2 separate regions of the Sus scrofa genome follow, and region 2 is linked to region 1. Evidence: chromatin contacts called from public HiChIP or PLAC-seq data. All regions are on one chromosome and are shown on one strand. Each heading gives the region's core, a stretch centred on a gene start, on an enhancer-like site or on the middle of the called end of the contact. The rest is flanking DNA. Distances are from core to core; before and after follow the strand shown.

What was found. HiChIP or PLAC-seq counts read pairs in DNA pulled down with a chosen protein or histone mark.
Region 2: a contact with region 1 is called in an H3K27ac HiChIP or PLAC-seq map of alveolar macrophages. The contact joins two enhancer-like sites. A contact is called at or near these places in 1 of 47 Hi-C or Micro-C datasets (embryonic fibroblasts) and 1 of 2 datasets of contacts at active chromatin or transcription factors (alveolar macrophages).

Annotation. Positions count from the first base shown.
Region 1 is chr9:27,995,755-28,000,387 of Sscrofa11.1, reverse strand. It overlaps MAML2 (mastermind-like protein 2), which reads left to right. Exons shown (of 4, transcript XM_021102335.1): 4 at 1-4,633. The coding sequence ends at 161. Among named protein-coding and RNA genes, the nearest start is that of MTMR2, 24 kb to the right of the region's middle. Within about 2 kb of position 1,352, at least 16 of the 83 cell types and tissues checked have an H3K27ac peak or open chromatin away from gene starts, as enhancers often do. A contact at or near this core is called in alveolar macrophages, where this site is marked.
Region 2 is chr9:28,284,568-28,288,987 of Sscrofa11.1, reverse strand. All of the region lies in intron 1 of MAML2 (mastermind-like protein 2), which reads left to right. Among named protein-coding and RNA genes, the nearest start is that of MAML2, 86 kb to the left of the region's middle. Within about 2 kb of position 2,842, at least 23 of the 83 cell types and tissues checked have an H3K27ac peak or open chromatin away from gene starts, as enhancers often do. A contact at or near this core is called in alveolar macrophages, where this site is marked.

The sequences.
Region 1 (4,633 bases), core at 103-2,602:
GTGACTTAGCTTTTGACTTTCTCAACCAACAGACTGATAACATGGGCCCTGCCCTAAACAGTGATGCTGATTTCATCGATTCTTTATTGAAGACAGAGCCTGGTAATGATGACTGGATGAAAGACATCAATCTCGATGAAATCTTGGGGAACAACTCCTAGAGGAGAAAAAGGAGACAATTCACAAACTCCAAGCACTAAAAGGCAGTATTTTACAAGGACTCTGTCAAGGCCAAACTGTTGACTTTTAGCTGAACGACATGAAGATACCTGGGTTTAGCAATGGAAAGCAAAAAAGTAACTGCCGTAGGAAACGTTTTGGTCCAAATGCTTGTTTTAAATCTCAAACCCGAAAGCAAAACAGTGGGATCACTTTTCCCTGTCTAAACTCCGGAACACAGTATCCAGTTTCTCCAAACAGAACTGTGATGTTGATGTGTAATTAGTTGTATAAAATAGGCTTCCTAAGCTCCTTTTCTTCCTGAAAGAAAAGTAGTAGAATTTGTAGCTTGTTTAAACCCCATGTCATGAGGAGATACTAGGTCCAAGCTCCAAGCAACAAATTCCTTAATTTGCTGTCATAGATATATAAGTATGTTTTAATCTCTCCATTCTGCCTTTTCATTTAGGTTTCCTAAGACGTCCAGGGTAGACTGAAACGCTATAGGTTTGTTTGCAGTAACCAAACAGGGTCTCTGATAGAACCTAGGGAGTATCCAGGGGACAATGGAATTTCTTCCCCAGATTCACCCTCTCACTTTTTCACTTTTCTCACATGTGCTGTGCTATGTCTAGTGATGAAACAAGAACACAGAGCTGGCCAACTTCATTTGGGCTTCCACAACCAATTTTTGAATCCAGTTTCCACATCTTGGATTCAGTCACAACTGGTCCTAATCACACCGAAATATTAGTGCACACCTGTCTGCATCAGCTTTCACTTTTTAAAAAAGAAAACACCCCACTGGGCCTTGCTCTAAAGGAGATGGATTCGACCACAGATAAGCTGGGGTGTTGCTTATCGTGATGACCCTGCTGATTAGTTCTCAAGCTGGGTGAACTTGAGCCTGGCCCTGCCTGCTTATTTTGATGACCAGAGACTGATTTGTAAGAAAAGGAAGTTTAGAGACCAAAACTGAGATTAGAAGGTATCATGTTTTGGTTGAAGATAAGAAGCAAAAAGTCAGGACCGGGATGGCAGGTACCGGTGGGTACAAATCTATTTTATCGCATTTGAAGGAAAGCCTGATTGAGAGAAAAAACAATTTGGCCTTATTTGGATGCATGATCTGGGTGAACAGCTAAACAGAGCATGCCCTGTTAGTAGCAGCCTACTCATTCTTCCGTCCCTGATGTGATGAATCATTGCCACATGCTAGATGGGCCCTTTCTGTCCAGGTTTTCTCCCTCAGGGCTGAGCACTGTATCAAAATAAGAGTTCCTGTTGAGTCACGGAATAGATCAGCTGTAAAATGGGGGAGATGTGGGCTGATTCGGGATGTATACAAAATATCACTATCATTTTCCTCATTCCAGAGGAACACAGGCTGTCTTCATCCTTTTTAGTTATACACTCACATATTCAATTATCAAATGATATTTAACTGAAGTCATTTAATAACTCTTTAAATACCTGTTCTAGAAAGAACACATTTTGAAAGTTCTACAAAATCCTCTTCCAGATGACTAGAAGCACTCTCTTTCTTTTACACAATACCAACATCACTGGCCTGAAAATCTTTTCTGTGCTGGGTTGTAAATATAAATAAATTACTTGTTTTGTAAACTTTTGTAAAGAATATTTTGGTAGAAATACTTAAAGCATATTCTTTGGGTTATATTTATACATATGTGAAATAAATATACTATCAAAAGGTTATATTTTATACAAAAAGTAAATTGTTACCTTTTGTATGCTAATATACAAAATTTTGTATAATACGATGGTTTATTTTTAGCTCTACACTTCAACCCTAGGTGGTCAAGTGGGAACTTTTGAAAACTATCAAGAGGCTTGTTAGACAAATTTATATTCTGAAACCTCAATAAGAAAGCATTCCAGGTTTCACTTCTTTCCTTTTTTTTTTTTTTTTTTTTTTTTTTGCTGCCCCCAAATTCTTTTTTAAACCCATAGTTCTTGTGTCTTGTTGGATTATTCTGCTGTGCACATTGTATTGGTCCTTGTTGCATGTGGTCTACTGTGTGTTTTCCCATTTTATAAAACAGTGTTTCTCCATGCAAAAAAATAAGGAAAAAAATGATGTACATATAAACACTTTCATTTTATGGCTCCTCCATGTTATTGTATATATCTGCCAGCACGTCCCAGTTACACTCCTGCGATTCAGCTTATTTTTACCCTAACATAAATAGTATGTTTTGTAGTAGCTATCAAATTTAAGAGAAAAAGCAATCAGAATGTTTGGATTTTCTTCTATCTTAATGTGAATTTCATAATTAATGTCTATTTATTCAGCTATTCATTAAAATACAGGATTCTTTGGAAAAAACTGGTGTAGTCTATAGTTTCTGTTTTGTTGGCAGCCTATAACCAAAGATGATGTAATTCTCCTGAAAGCTGAGATAGTGATGATTTGATAGACATACACAACCAAAACTTCAGGATTTACAACTTAAAAGCTATCAGAATATAATCTCCCTTTCGTAGACATACCAGACTACTTAATTGTCGGCCTTGTTTCTCATTCTGACATATTATACACAAAGTAGAAGTAATTTTTCTTTTTTTAATACAAAGACTAGAAAGCAATTTAAGCAAACAATTCATTCCTGGCTTTGCATTAAGCCCGACGAAGATAGATAACTGCTCTAAGTGAATGCACTAATATTACTTGCATTACTGTAATTGTATCCGTAACTGTAAAGATTTCAACTTGTAAAACAAGTATTTTGTATTGTGTGTAATTTCATGTGTTAAAAAAAAATAGTTTAAAAAAATTCAGAAGTGGTTCTCTTCTATGAAATCCTGCTTTGAGTCACCAGTAATATTGTTGCTATATCACAGAAAGTTCTGAGAACTATGAATAGTCATGGGCAAATTTCTCTCTGGGAAGCTTCTAATACTAGTGAAATGCTGACTTGGCTCATTTCAGTGTTCCTCACTTTGCTTCGAAAGTCTGTATTTAGATCTCATAGGCACAGCAACTACTAAATACTGGAGAAACACCGCTTAATTTTCAGGCACGGTGGACCTTTGCTTGGTCTGCTTTGTGGCATTTGTTTCGCCCAGGCTGAGGGAATGCGGGGCCAGGTAAACACAGCCTCACTGAGCATATTTACATAGTCTTTCTGGGGAGTCAAAGAGGCTGAAAGAAAGACGGGCCTGTGTAGGAGGCAAGGGGAACAAGGCTACCAAATTCTCTTGCTCCACTGTTGAAACATGTTGTTGGGGTTCAATGGTACCTTCCCCTTCTGCCAAAAAAGATGTGTGACATTCTCCCTTTTATTAGCATTATTAATGGAGCAATAATAAAATTGATATTTTATACAGTGGTTGTCCAGTGACTCTAGACGTTTCTAAAACAAATCAATAAAAACAACATCAATAAAAATAAATAAAATTAAGAGAAAGAAATGTATAATTCTGAAATACCTTTGAATCTTCATTGTGTAGCCATGGAACTAGGAACGAGAGCGTAAACGTGAGTCCGGAAGGGAGAGAACAGTTCAGCTTCTTCCTGCTCCGTGGTTGCCAAAGGCAGTACAAATGCTTAAACGCTGTCTCCACAATTTCCACTTCATATCTCTGAGACTGTGTTTCCTCACTCAAAAATGAAGACTCGGGGATGAGATAGCTTCGCATTTCTTCCCAACTCTAAAAGTCTGTGATTGATTTTTTTTTTTTCCAAAGCTAAGTGGAAAGTTAACCAAAAAGATTCAAAGCATCAGTTTCAAAATAAAGAAGTCACCGTTCACCCAAACTTTTGAATGTTTTCAGGTTGCCAGTCAATTTCATTTAGCAAAGCATCCCTCTCCTTTAAAATTAAATCACATGAAAATGAGAGTTCATCCAAAGCCAGAACTAGTCCATTGACAAGCAGAAAGGCAATGCAGGGACAGGGGCCACTGACTCAATACAAGGAAGTCCTGAATATCAAAAGCTGGGATGTGATATTAAGTGGTCATTTTCCTGTGTTTCCTGCCCAGACAGCTCCTGTGAAAGATGATTGCTCCCTGTGTATCTCTGCCTGAGGGAGTACTTGCATACTCAACCCATGTGTGGGACAAGCCATGAGAGCTGGGGAGTTAATGCCCCAGGATGACCTTCAACCAATTTAGGACAGGAGTTAGTGGATAAATATTCTAACCTCCACCGCCCTTAGTGAACTAATCTAACGTGTGTTTCATCCTATCTTTCCAAGTTGCCGGCAGGAATAACACCGTTAAGTGCTAACCTGCTCATGAACACACAGTTTACTGGCTTTTCTTCTTTCTGGGTCTTACTACCTCCCTTCTTTACAGGCATCTTGGGCTCACTTTCCCGAAAGGCTGCTTATATCCAAATCTTTGTCTCAGGATCTACTTTTGGGAGAATTAAACTAAAAACCCAAATAACCATCAGCAGTAGAATGGGTAAGTTGAGGTGTTGTCATCAAATGGAATGCTATGCTGCA
Region 2 (4,420 bases), core at 1,593-4,092, 290 kb before region 1:
GGAAGGAAATGGCTCTTTGAGTCAGAGAATGCCATTGAGTTTTATGAACTCTGACCCTATCAAATATACATTTTAAAATTTAAATTCTTGTCCATGGTGATGTATTGGAAATATGACATATTACATGTTGGTGAAAAAGAATCATAAAATTGCTGTGAGTAGACAACTTGGCTGCTGCTAATCAAACTTTTTAGGACATCAAGCTGAAAGAATGACCTAATTCAGCTCTTTGATTTATAGATGAGCCCTATGAGGTTCAGGGAGTTGAAGTAACTTCCACAGTGTCATGTAGTTTGCTAGTGACCGTGCAAGATTATTTTGCTCCTTCCATTTGTGATGTCACATTTCTCTTAAAAGTCTCTGAAAATGATCCAGTATTATAAAAAGACTGAGGCTAAGCCAAGAATCCCATTAGCCGATACCTTTGGCTTATACAGAAAAATAAGATTAGAGATTTAGATAAACATATATACAAACAGTCAACAAAGCAATTCCATGGTTACAACTATATACGTCTTGTCCTTCCTCTAAATAAATGTCATGAACCAGGGGATGGAGTAATGATATTACGTTGTTGCAGACATGAAAGTTGAAAACAAAATTATGAGGCCCTAGCATACGCTAAATTGGTTTTACCTTCTGAAGGATATTAAATTTTACTTGAATTTTTCAAAACTGCCCTCTCCCCTCAAAGCTCTCTGAGAATAAGTAGTGTATTTGATCTGCCTTCCCTATCAAATAAATCAGGATTTTTTTGGGGGGGGTGGGGGTGGGGAGGGAGGACTGCAAATAATCCAACACTGACTGTGACAATGTTTAAGACAAATAGAGATTTTTCTGTTCACAATTCCCTCTTTCTGGAGATGGGGCCTGGTTGGTATTCATTTAGTCACTCAGAAATATCAAGCCTCAGGGCCAGTATCTCTGTGATTCTCTCCTTTCTCTCACAGTCTTACACTTGGGGTATTGCATTGGCATTCAAAATAGGGTGAAGGGATGGGCAAGAGTGGATGTGGCGAGAGTATCTGCCACGGCCTGGGTTCTTGAAGGACCTCCTTTAGTTCAGCATTGCCTGAGTACCGACTGGTTCCTCTTCTTTCTCTTCTAACCATCACCCTTCTAGACTCCGCTGCTTTGCCTCCTACATACACATCACGCAGAGGGAACATACACCCCACAGTCAGTTGGAATCTGGGTTTCAGAAGAGTCCTTTGATTGACAGGCCTGTAGGAATATGCACAGGTGCTTCTAGGACCATAGGAAGTCTTGTTGAATAAGCTTTCTCTGTGGATGACCAGCCCATCCTCTCTGCTTCTTTAAAAGAATGATTGAATCTAAACATGACACACTGATGTTCAGGAAAAAAAAACGAGAGAGGGAACTCAGTATCTTGAAAGCATATCCTAAGGCTTTTCTTCAGGTAACCTTTATATTGAACCATAAAAAGATTAAAGACACCTTCTGCTGGACTCAGGCCCTGTCATTCATGTTGAGATTGTTTGGGGAAAAGAGGTGCTGACACCCTTACTAAGAGGAGTCAAGGTCTTCCAAGCAGGAAACTGGTTTGATGACAATATGCTGAGTTGTCAGTTTAGCTGGTGGCTGCTGTCGGCCTCAGCAACTGGCTCTCTTTTGACTTCTGACTTTTGTGTGTGTGTCGGGGAAATCTTATGAGTCACAGTTAGCCTTTGCAGCCTGATTAAGCTTGTAGGAGCCTCTGGATTGGTGCATAAAATGGATTTTGCCAACAGTTGTGTTCAGCATCCCCACAGGAGAAAGGCGAGTTGGTTCCGAAATGGAAACTCTAGACAAACAACTGAAGGGAAGGACACCTCTGTGTGTAAATGCTTCCAGATGCAGAGAGATTTTCATCTCATTCTCGGCAGTTTTCCTTTTCAAGGGTTAGTGAGAAGGAAGCATTGGAGCAAACCGCCTTGGAATCCTTCACCCCGGTTTCCCATCCAAGTGATGCCAACTGACAGTGGCAAGGGGAAAACCGTGTCTAAAAAAATAAATCTTAATCAACTCCCTGTAGCCTATCAACACATGCTTTTCGGAAGAAGAAAAAGAAGAAACGTCTGAGGAGAACAAGGCCGAGTTGGTGGAACATCTTGAAGGGGGCTGGTCTCCTCTTAGAAAATTAAAACGACGTGCAAGTAGCTCGGAAGAGCCTGTGGTTGCTAAGTAAAAGAACATCAAGGAGCAACTTCAAGATACACGTTTAAAACAAGTGTCCAATGATTGGAACATAAGTTTGTTTGGATTGGTTTCACCCTTTGAAAGGGTTCTGAACAGAGTTATAAATTTTGTTTTTTAACTAATTGGGCCAATAACCAAAAAGAATGCCATTTGGCTTATAAAATACTCTTTGCTCCCACCTAGCAAGTCCTCCTCTTCTTGCTTCCTACCAGTCATCCTCCCCTTCTTCTCCAGCTTCCTGTACAAAAGGTAGAGTATGACATCTGCCTGAAGCAAAAATGCAAGCATTTCAACCCAATAAGTAAAGAAAAAGGAACAAAAGTCTGGGTATACCATGTTGCTCTTATTCTCCCTGGCTGACTCCCATTACCCCTTTCTTGTTATTGTCATCATGTCTTTTAAGCATCAGGCCCATGGGCTCTGCTCCCGCGTGATTTAGAATCTGCTGATAGTGGCTGGAATAAAGCACAGAGAATCTTTTAAACTGAAGGTCTAAGCTCACTGCATTTGACCACCGTATTCTTGGGCTTAGATGTTTACTCAGTAAATGATGCTCTTCAGTGGTGGCGCCTGGGCCATTGCCCAGCCATGTGGAGCAGGGCGAGTGAATGTGACTTCCCCCTTTGGAGGAGGTGTCTGCAAATCAGAACAAATGGGACCCTGGTGAGAATGTTCACCTCCCAGCTCCTCTGTGCCAGGGCGGTGGATAACAACAGGATGTGGGTTTGAAACACGTGTAAGCTTCTTCAAGCTGCCTCTTTCAGTTTCATTCTTTTTTTTTTTTTTTTTAAGGCACTAGAAAATATAATTCACCTATTTAAAGCAAACATTTTTTTCCCTTGCTACCTATATGTGTTGTGTCATAGTTTTATCCCATATCAGGACCTGATTCCATTCCCATTTCTACAAGCCACTCAGGTAACAATCTGTATGTTATGCAAATAAAAACATGGCATGTTTACAGCACAGGCAGATTATGATGTACACTCAAGAAGTTTCACTTTCTGTAAATGTGGGACTAGATTGTATTCATCATCTGCTAAGGGAGTTCTACTGCTATACCTCTGGTCTTGGTTGATGGTTTTAATAAACAGGACCAGAAGATGTCCAAAGCCACAAGCATATGGTTGTAAAAATTGAAGACATTTAACTCCGAATTAATTTCTTTTAAAAGAAGTTGTGAGATTTGAGCAAGCCATACATTAGGATCAAGTACACACATCCGTATGCACTTTTATCAGACTGGAAAAAATCAGAGACTGGAGAAAATGAGAAGGTATTGACTCCATTCTTTGTATTTTCTGTTGTGATTCCAGTCCTCACCTTCCCTTCAGTCTCCCCTTTGCTCCTCATCTCCATCCATTCTTTCTTTTCTGTTATTAGCTGTCTTTCCTGTCCCATCTGTCTTTCCATTTCTTTTTACCTTGCATTCTCCTTTTCCCATCACCCTTAGGATACCGAGTTAAGAGAGAATACAGAGGATGGTCAGGAGTGGTGAGCAGAGAAATTTTCTAGAGTTTTTTTTTTTTTTTTATCTCAAGTTTTGAGTTGTCTTTGCACTTGAAGTAGGCACATGGTAGCCACTTCTGGTCCTATTATCTTGAAAATTCGAAGTCTCTTTTCTGGTTTTTCTGTCTAATGAAGACTTGGTTGGCTTGTGGGCTCTGTAATTATGCTCACTGAACAAATACCTTGAAAGGGAAACAATTCCAAGTCATGTATCAAAGATTCAATCTGACATGTATTTACTAAATGCCTGACATGCCTATGCATTTTGTTTCTTCATTGTAACAAGAGAGAATGAATTCATATTCTGTGCTGGCACTGTGCTCTGTGTGGAAAATGCAAAATGAAATAAATCACAAAATTCTTAACTTCAAGAATTTATAGGGTAATGGAGGAGAAAAGAGTATAAAAAGATTAGTTTCAGGGTGACAGGAGAGTGATCTAATAACACAAAATTGTAACTTTAAAAAGACAATGCAAACCAGTTACCTCTTGCTTAATGGAGTAGATGGGCTACAGGAAATTTGGCAATAAGACAAGTTTATATAAATTGAAATATTTTCCTACAACTCCTCTATAGAATTGGAAATGTTTTCCCGCAGAAAATCTCGATGCAAAACTCGAGATCACAGTAAATACTATATTGTGCCTATATCTGGCCTCCTGAAAAAGGCCATCGCCGTTTTCATTTGCAGTCTCCATTCTGCCACTCGCT